Linked DNA regions of Gossypium arboreum: region 1 is linked to region 2. The links are chromatin contacts, called in public Hi-C maps. All regions are on one chromosome and are shown on one strand. The core of a region is the stretch at or near the end of the contact, and the rest is flanking DNA. Distances in the headings are between cores, read along the strand shown.

Evidence for each region. A called contact is a pair of places that touch in the nucleus more often than the background predicts.
Region 1: a Hi-C map of leaf shows a contact between it and region 2, with 4 times the contacts expected there. The contact joins the promoter of LOC108476919 here to the promoter of LOC108479307 in region 2. A contact is called at or near these places in 2 of 5 Hi-C or Micro-C datasets (both in leaf).

Annotation. Positions count from the first base shown.
Region 1 is chr12:16,434,867-16,438,352 of ASM2569848v2, reverse strand. LOC108476919 (G-box-binding factor 1-like) reads left to right here and starts at 1,596. Exons shown (of 12, transcript XM_017779293.2): 1 at 1,596-2,035; 2 at 3,016-3,153; 3 at 3,233-3,280; 4 at 3,387-3,473. The coding sequence starts at 3,094.
Region 2 is chr12:16,302,057-16,305,591 of ASM2569848v2, reverse strand. It overlaps LOC108479307 (pentatricopeptide repeat-containing protein At4g36680, mitochondrial), which reads left to right and starts at 1,398. Exons shown (of 1, transcript XM_017781829.2): 1 at 1,398-3,044. The coding sequence starts at 1,566. The coding sequence ends at 2,795. LOC108479306 (splicing factor U2af large subunit B-like) reads left to right here. Exons shown (of 13, transcript XM_017781827.2): 11 at 1-124; 12 at 434-501; 13 at 635-952. The coding sequence ends at 772.

The sequences.
Region 1 (3,486 bases), core at 347-2,846, 130 kb before region 2:
TACTCGTATTTGTTTATCTAATGATGTGAATTGCATTTAAATTTGATTTTAGTTGCTCCAAAAATGAATATGACACCTTGTAACTTGGATCCGGCAATCGGCTCAGGTATGGGGTGTTACAGTATTTGTGTAGGTAAACTATTTTTCTCATCAATTTACAATTAATTTTTCAGGGAGGGAGGGCTTACCGAGAGAGTGATCTAGGTTGGCGTATAGGATGAGGTTGCAACTTTGTAAGTAAGTTGAACTTAAATCACATCTTGCACTTGTTGATTTATAGTTGATTACTCTTTGAGCAAGGGCCCGTAGGCATAAGAAGTTTTTGAAATATGTAACCAAACTTTTGTATCCATATCTTATTTTATAACTATTAGACAGTTTGTCAAGTTACAACTGAACGAAACCTAAAATCCAAATTCAATGAATTCACAATTGATATCAAAGTTAAACACTTGATGTATTAAGTGGATATCATGTCATTTATTTGTAATTGAGATGAAATGATCATTAATCTTAAGACCCACCATGCTGGACGGAACAAACTATGACTCTTGGAAGGTAAGAATGATCTCAATTTTGACTGGTTGGAAACCACTATCCAGTGATTTAATTAGTGTGAAGACTTCCAAATATGAAGTAACTTGGACCAATGATAAAGAAAAAATGACTAATGCGAACTCCAAAGGCCTCAATGCAAATTTCTATGGATTTGAATTGATCCTCAAGAATTTGGACGAATCTCTAAATGCTTAACTACTAGAAGAGCTTGGACTATTTCAAAATTGCTCATGAAGGGACTAGTTCTATGAAGTAGTCCAAACTTCAGATGTTGACGGTAAAATTTAAGACTCTAAGAATACAGGATAATGAGACCTTATCTGAATTCTATGCAAAGCTTTGTGACATCTTAAAAAATTAATCTTTTGCCCTTAGTAAAGAATACTCAATTTTGAAGCTGGTGAGAAAGGTGAATGACTATTATTGATGGAACAAATGACATTGACAATATAAGAATTGATGAACTCACTTGTTTATTGTAAGCCTTAGAGATGAACCTTGATTAAATCCAATCTCATTAATTTTTTTGACATCCCAAACATACCAAACTCGAAAATGGTCGCATCGAAATATATCTAAACCATAGCTTAACCTAAGTTCAAAGTTAGAAAACAAACATTTTATAAGAGATTCACTCTTAATTCTTCTATAAATATCCCTCGTTTATGATCAAAGGGACACAAGATCCATCATTAGTTACCTTGTACTAAAACATCACCCTAAAACTTCCACCTCGGTTTTTCTATAGATTGACAATTCTTAGGCCCTATTCTTCGACATCCTTTATTTGTCATAAATGTTATTATTTTTCATCTGTCCAAAATTATCACACTAATCTCATTTACGGATAATATTTGAACGACGTGGAAGCCACACAAGCCCAAAGCCCGAAATGGATAGTAACCGTAAATAGTAACAAAAGAGAAACGATAGCCAAAATCACCCCCCAACCAAAAGAAAAGAAAGAAAAAAAAACGACATAGTTTCGACAGGAAATTTAGCAAATCCTCTTGGGATATTTAAACTCTTCAACTCCACAGTAGAAATTGATGAATCATCCATTTGAATGGTTTGTCATAAGCCTGACCCACTTAAACCATCCCAGCTGTCTTCCTCTTTCTTAGCACGTGTCCCCCGCGAAACCCTAACACCTTTCCCTTCTCTTTCTTCCCCATTTCCTTACCTCCTCATCGACTTACTCTTCCCATTACAGCTACCACGCACACCATCACACTGGATCACTTCTTTTTAACTCTACCAACTACCCAAGTTTGTTTCTCACCCTCCCAAACTGTTTCAAACGCCAATTATAGAAACAATAATTTCTTCTCTTATTTTTCACTTATGTTGTTCTTTTTTAATCCTCAATTTTCAACCCTTTGATCAAGGAAATACTAGAAGGGGGAAAAAAAGAAGAAGAGCATTATTTATATAAATTCCCTTCCACTTCACTTTCCCCTTCAACGCCTTTAAACAGGTCTTCCTTTCTTTCTTTTTCTTCTTAATTTTGTTTTTGTTTGTAATTTCAGAGCATTTAGAAGCTATTTTTTTCCCTCTGTGTGTGTGTGTGTGTGTGTTTCTTCATTAAATTTGAGTTATTTGTAGTTTCAAGATCTTTTATCTCATGCTTTAGTTTTTTATTATGTAGTTGGACTTTTGCTAATTTCTTTTTCTTCTCTGAACTTCAATGTCCAGTTTTTTTTTTTTTCTTTCTCATTTTAGCTTTGCTTATGTTTTTTGACTGCTCACAATCCCTGCGGGTTAAGGCCTGAATATTAAGATTAGCTCGTATTCTTTGTGCTAATAATGAATTAATTAATGCGTTTTGTTTTGGAAATACGAGGGGTAAATGTTGACAAACTTTAAAACGGATACTGCCAATTTCTGCTGTTTCTTCTCACCTTCTAAATGTTTGGCTAATATATGAATTGTTGAAACTTGTACTGTTTCTGGAAGGTAATTATGGGAATTGAAGAATTGCTTTGTTTTATTATTATTATTATTATTATTATTATTATTATTATTATTATTATTATTATTATTATTATTATTATTATTATTATTATTTCAAGGTTGTCGGTTATGGAAGAGTTGTTTTGTGATACTCTACTTTGTTTCCGATATCACAAAATCAGTTACAAATATGGTTTTCTTTGTCTCCTTAACTTGTTAGGACAAGAATAGATGTTTTGTTTTCTTTAAGTTAGTTTTATGGAGGATCGAAAGAACCCATGTGGTTTTACTTTGGAAAGGTTAGGTCTTGTGCTGAACCATACACTGGTGAGCTCGGTTTGGTTGTACTATCGTTCTTGTTTGAAATGGTTTAACTTTACCATGCCAATGCCGAACTCTATTTGTATCTATGTTCTATGCATCATGTTTTGGCTCATCAACGTAAAAACTTTGTCAAGGCTCGGTTTTGCTTTCTGATGCATGGTTTTCACATCGGGGTCGCAGGTGCTTTCTAAAAGCGGTCGAGGACATACGGATTTGATTCTTGATTTCTTGAAATTAAGACGTTTACATAAGTGTGATATGGGAACGGAAGAGGAGAGCACACCAGCCAAGCCTTCCAAACCTACTGCCTCAACTCAGGTTATTTACGTATTATTCTTGCCTTCTCATCGCTAACGTGTGGGTTACTTGTGCTGACATATTTACTTTGTACTTATAGGAAATGCCAACAACAGTGTCATATCCTGATTGGTCGACCCAAATGCAGGTTAGTGGACTAATGCCCTTGAATCATGGGGTTTTATATACTTTCTAATTGTTAATCTCATTTATGTAAGTAACCATTTGAGCTTACAACTCTGCTTGTTGTTTAGGCTTATTATGGTGCTGCAGCTACTCCTCCATTATTTGCCTCAACCGTTGCTTCACCAACCCCGCATCCATACATATGGGGAGGCCAGGTGATATGAAAAC
Region 2 (3,535 bases), core at 149-2,648:
CAACCACAAGGTGTGCCCACAAAGGTTGTGTGCTTGACTCAAGCAATTAGTGAAGACGATCTTAGAGATGATGAGGAGTATGGGGACATTGTTGAAGACATGAGGCAAGAGGGTGGAAAACATGGTAAAATTATTCTTAAAACCATTTGGTCCATCCTTGTTGTACCTGACCCTCCTTATTAAGTTTTTAAAGTTATTTTAACATGCTAAGTCCTGTATACTTTATTAATTTCCGTTTTCCCTTTTGTTTATATCTCCGTTTTACAGCTCTTCTTGTTCGCTTCTGTTATTAAAGAGTCAAATTTAGCAAATTAAGCTTGCACAGACAGAAGACACTAATTCTTTATCTATATTTTCTTCATACTGATTTCTGCTAACTAATTCCCTGAATAAAGTTTTATGTGGATTCGAAATTTTCACACGTAATATGCAGGTGCATTGGTGAATGTTGTCATACCCCGCCCGAATCCAAATGGTGAATCATTACCAGGTGTTGGGAAGGTCAGTGCTCTATATTTGTAAGAAATCCTGTTGTTTTAGTTATCGACCTGCATTAGCAATGTTTCTGCTAGTTGCCCCATATTCATTTCTTCCCCTTAGTTACTGACTGACCGCAATTGCTTGGTATTTGAAGGTATTTCTGGAGTACTCAGATGTGGAAGGTTCCCGAAAAGCCCAAGCTGCAATGAATGGAAGGAGATTTGGTGAAAATCAAGTAATTGCTGTGTTCTATCCTGAGAACAAATTTGCACAGGGGGAGTATGATGGCTAATGAGCCATATCTTATCTGCTCCGCCTATGATGCAATGTAGTTGTACGAACTGGTTCTTTATTCGTTTAGGTTTTTAGAGTTAAGATATAGACAAGGTATAAGAAATTTATCCATGACTCCCACCTCTTATTGTAATTCTAATGTTGGTTTTGTACCTAATGCCAATTGCCAGGTTTGTGACATGCTCTCTCCTCTTCCAAATGTCCTTTAGTTTGTATCTCCTGCATTTCTTAATTCGGTATCAAGGATGAAGAAAATATTAAAATTCGAACCAGCTTTAGGATATTTATTTTGTGTGTTGGCACTGGAATTAAAAGTGAGATGAAATATCAAATAAAGACTAGTTATTTGTATTATAAATTTTAAAACAAACGAGTACATGTTTTCTTTATCATCTTAAAATTGAAGTTTATTTTTTAGAAAGAAAATTATCTAGAGATAAAACCCTATATTTAAAATACAAGGTTATTTTGGGTCACTCGTAATTCAGTGAACATTTCCATGTTATACGTTCATTTTCACAAAGGGTGCCATTTCCAAGTAAATTTTAACTATCCAAAAAAAAAAAAAACTCGCTCACGTAACAAATATGAAATATTGATTGGCCAATAAAGATTTGAATGATTGTGTTGTGTGTATAAAAAAATAAGAAAAAATAATAATAGAAGGTTAAAAATAAACTTAACGAAGTTCATTAGCAAAATTCTCTGACCATTGATTTTAAGCTGCTCTGCTCCGTTCCCACTCTAAAACCCTAAAACCAAACCCTAACAAGTCTCCTACCAAAAAAAACATGTCATCTTCCATTCGTCTTCGCCACCTCCGCCACTTTTCGGCCACCTCCAATGCCGCCGCCTCCTCCGCCGCTTACTCCTCCTCCATTTCGGTTTCCCAAGCCAAAAGCAAACTCCGCACTGAGTACGACCCTGACAAAGCCCTCGAAATCTACTCTTCCGTTTCCAAACACTACTCTTCCCCTTCTTCTTCCCGCTACGCTCAAGACCTCACCGTCCGCCGCCTCGCCAAGTCCCGTCGTTTCTCCGACATCGAATCCTTAATAGAGTCCCACAAAACCGACCCCAAGATTTCTCAGGAGCCTTTCCTCTCTACTCTCATCAGATCCTATGGTATCGCTGGCATGTTAGATCATGCCATCAAAACTTTCCATCAAATGGACCAATTTGGTACCCCCAGATCAACCATTTCTTTCAACGCCTTGCTCTCCGCTTGCAATCAGTCTAGGCAATTTGACAGAGTTCCCCAGCTGTTCGATGAAATTCCCAAGAAATACATTGGTCTTTCACCAGACAAAGTTTCCTACGGGATTTTAGTTAAATCTTATTGCGAAGCGGGTCATCCCGAGAAAGGGCTTGAGGTTCTAAGAGAAATGGAAAGGAAAAGCGTGGAGGTAACTGCAGTTACCTCTACAACAATTTTAAACGCGTTGTATAAGAAGGGAAAAACGGAAGAGGCAGAAAAGTTGTGGTTTGAGATGATGAAGACTGGTTGCGAATTAGATGTTGCTTCTTATAACGTTAGGATTTCGAATTTTCAAGGCGGAGAGCCGGAGAAAGTGAAGGAGTTGATTGACGATATGAGCACCCTGGGGTTGAAACCGGATACCATTAGTTATAATTATCTGATGACTTGTTTTTGTAAGAGAGGCATGTTGGATGAAGCTAAGAAGGTATATGAAGGATTGGAAGGTAATGGGTGTAATCCAAATGCGGCTACTTTTCGGACGCTGGTGTTTTATTTATGTTTAAATGGATTGTATGAGCAAGGTTATAAGGTGTTCAAAGAGAGTGTGAGGTTGCATAAGATTCCTGATTTTAACACTTTGAAGCATTTGGTGGAGGGATTGGTGATGAAAAAGAAGATCAAGGATGCGAAAGGGTTAATCAGGACGGTAAAGAAGACGTTTCCTCCCAACTTTTTGATAGCATGGAAGAAGCTCGAGGAAGAACTTGGTTTGGTTTCTGGTAATGCTGAAGCTCGTGAGGCTAAAGAATCAACAGGTTAGAATTGAGATTTTAGCTGTTATTTTGCTGGTGGTTTGAGTTAGCTGCTTTATATTCTTTTGCAGCTAAGAATGATTAGATGAACTATGCAATCCACCATAGAAGTTTGAATGATGATAATATTTTTTTTCTTAGATAGTTTTACAAAAGGTCAATTCTGCTTAATTGTAAGGATTGATTTGTGTTACTCTTTTGCTATGTTTTTGTTTCATTGTTCTACTTGTTTTGGAATGAAAAGAAAATTCTAATAATCGAATATTCTGCTAAAACTATTTACTAGTTTTGTTTTGTTCGGGACATTGAGCTTTGTTCTATCCTTCTTTAAACTTCTTGATGAATATTTGGTAGTCCAGGGGCTGTTAAAAATTTCATTCATTTTTACAGTGTCTAATAAATAATTAGACAATTACTCGTGGCATACCTTGTTCTGACGTACAAAGATTAGTTTTTAACAGAAGAAATTGATAATTTTTTTAATGAAAAGATCAATTTTCTCTTTGATCTATAGTATGAATCCTAGTTCAAGTATCTCCATGAGACTTCTACCTGAATATTTTCAAAATATTCCCTGCTATTTTGAATATATGGCTGTCCTGCTAAGAACTGTCAATAAAGTTTATAGTTTCTACAATGAAAGATGATATTAAATGTTTCCGGTAGAGTGTGTTGGATTCATGTGCTGTGTCTGCTACCGATGTGTTCGATTTTTATATATATTTTTTCTTTGTAAGATCATGTTGTC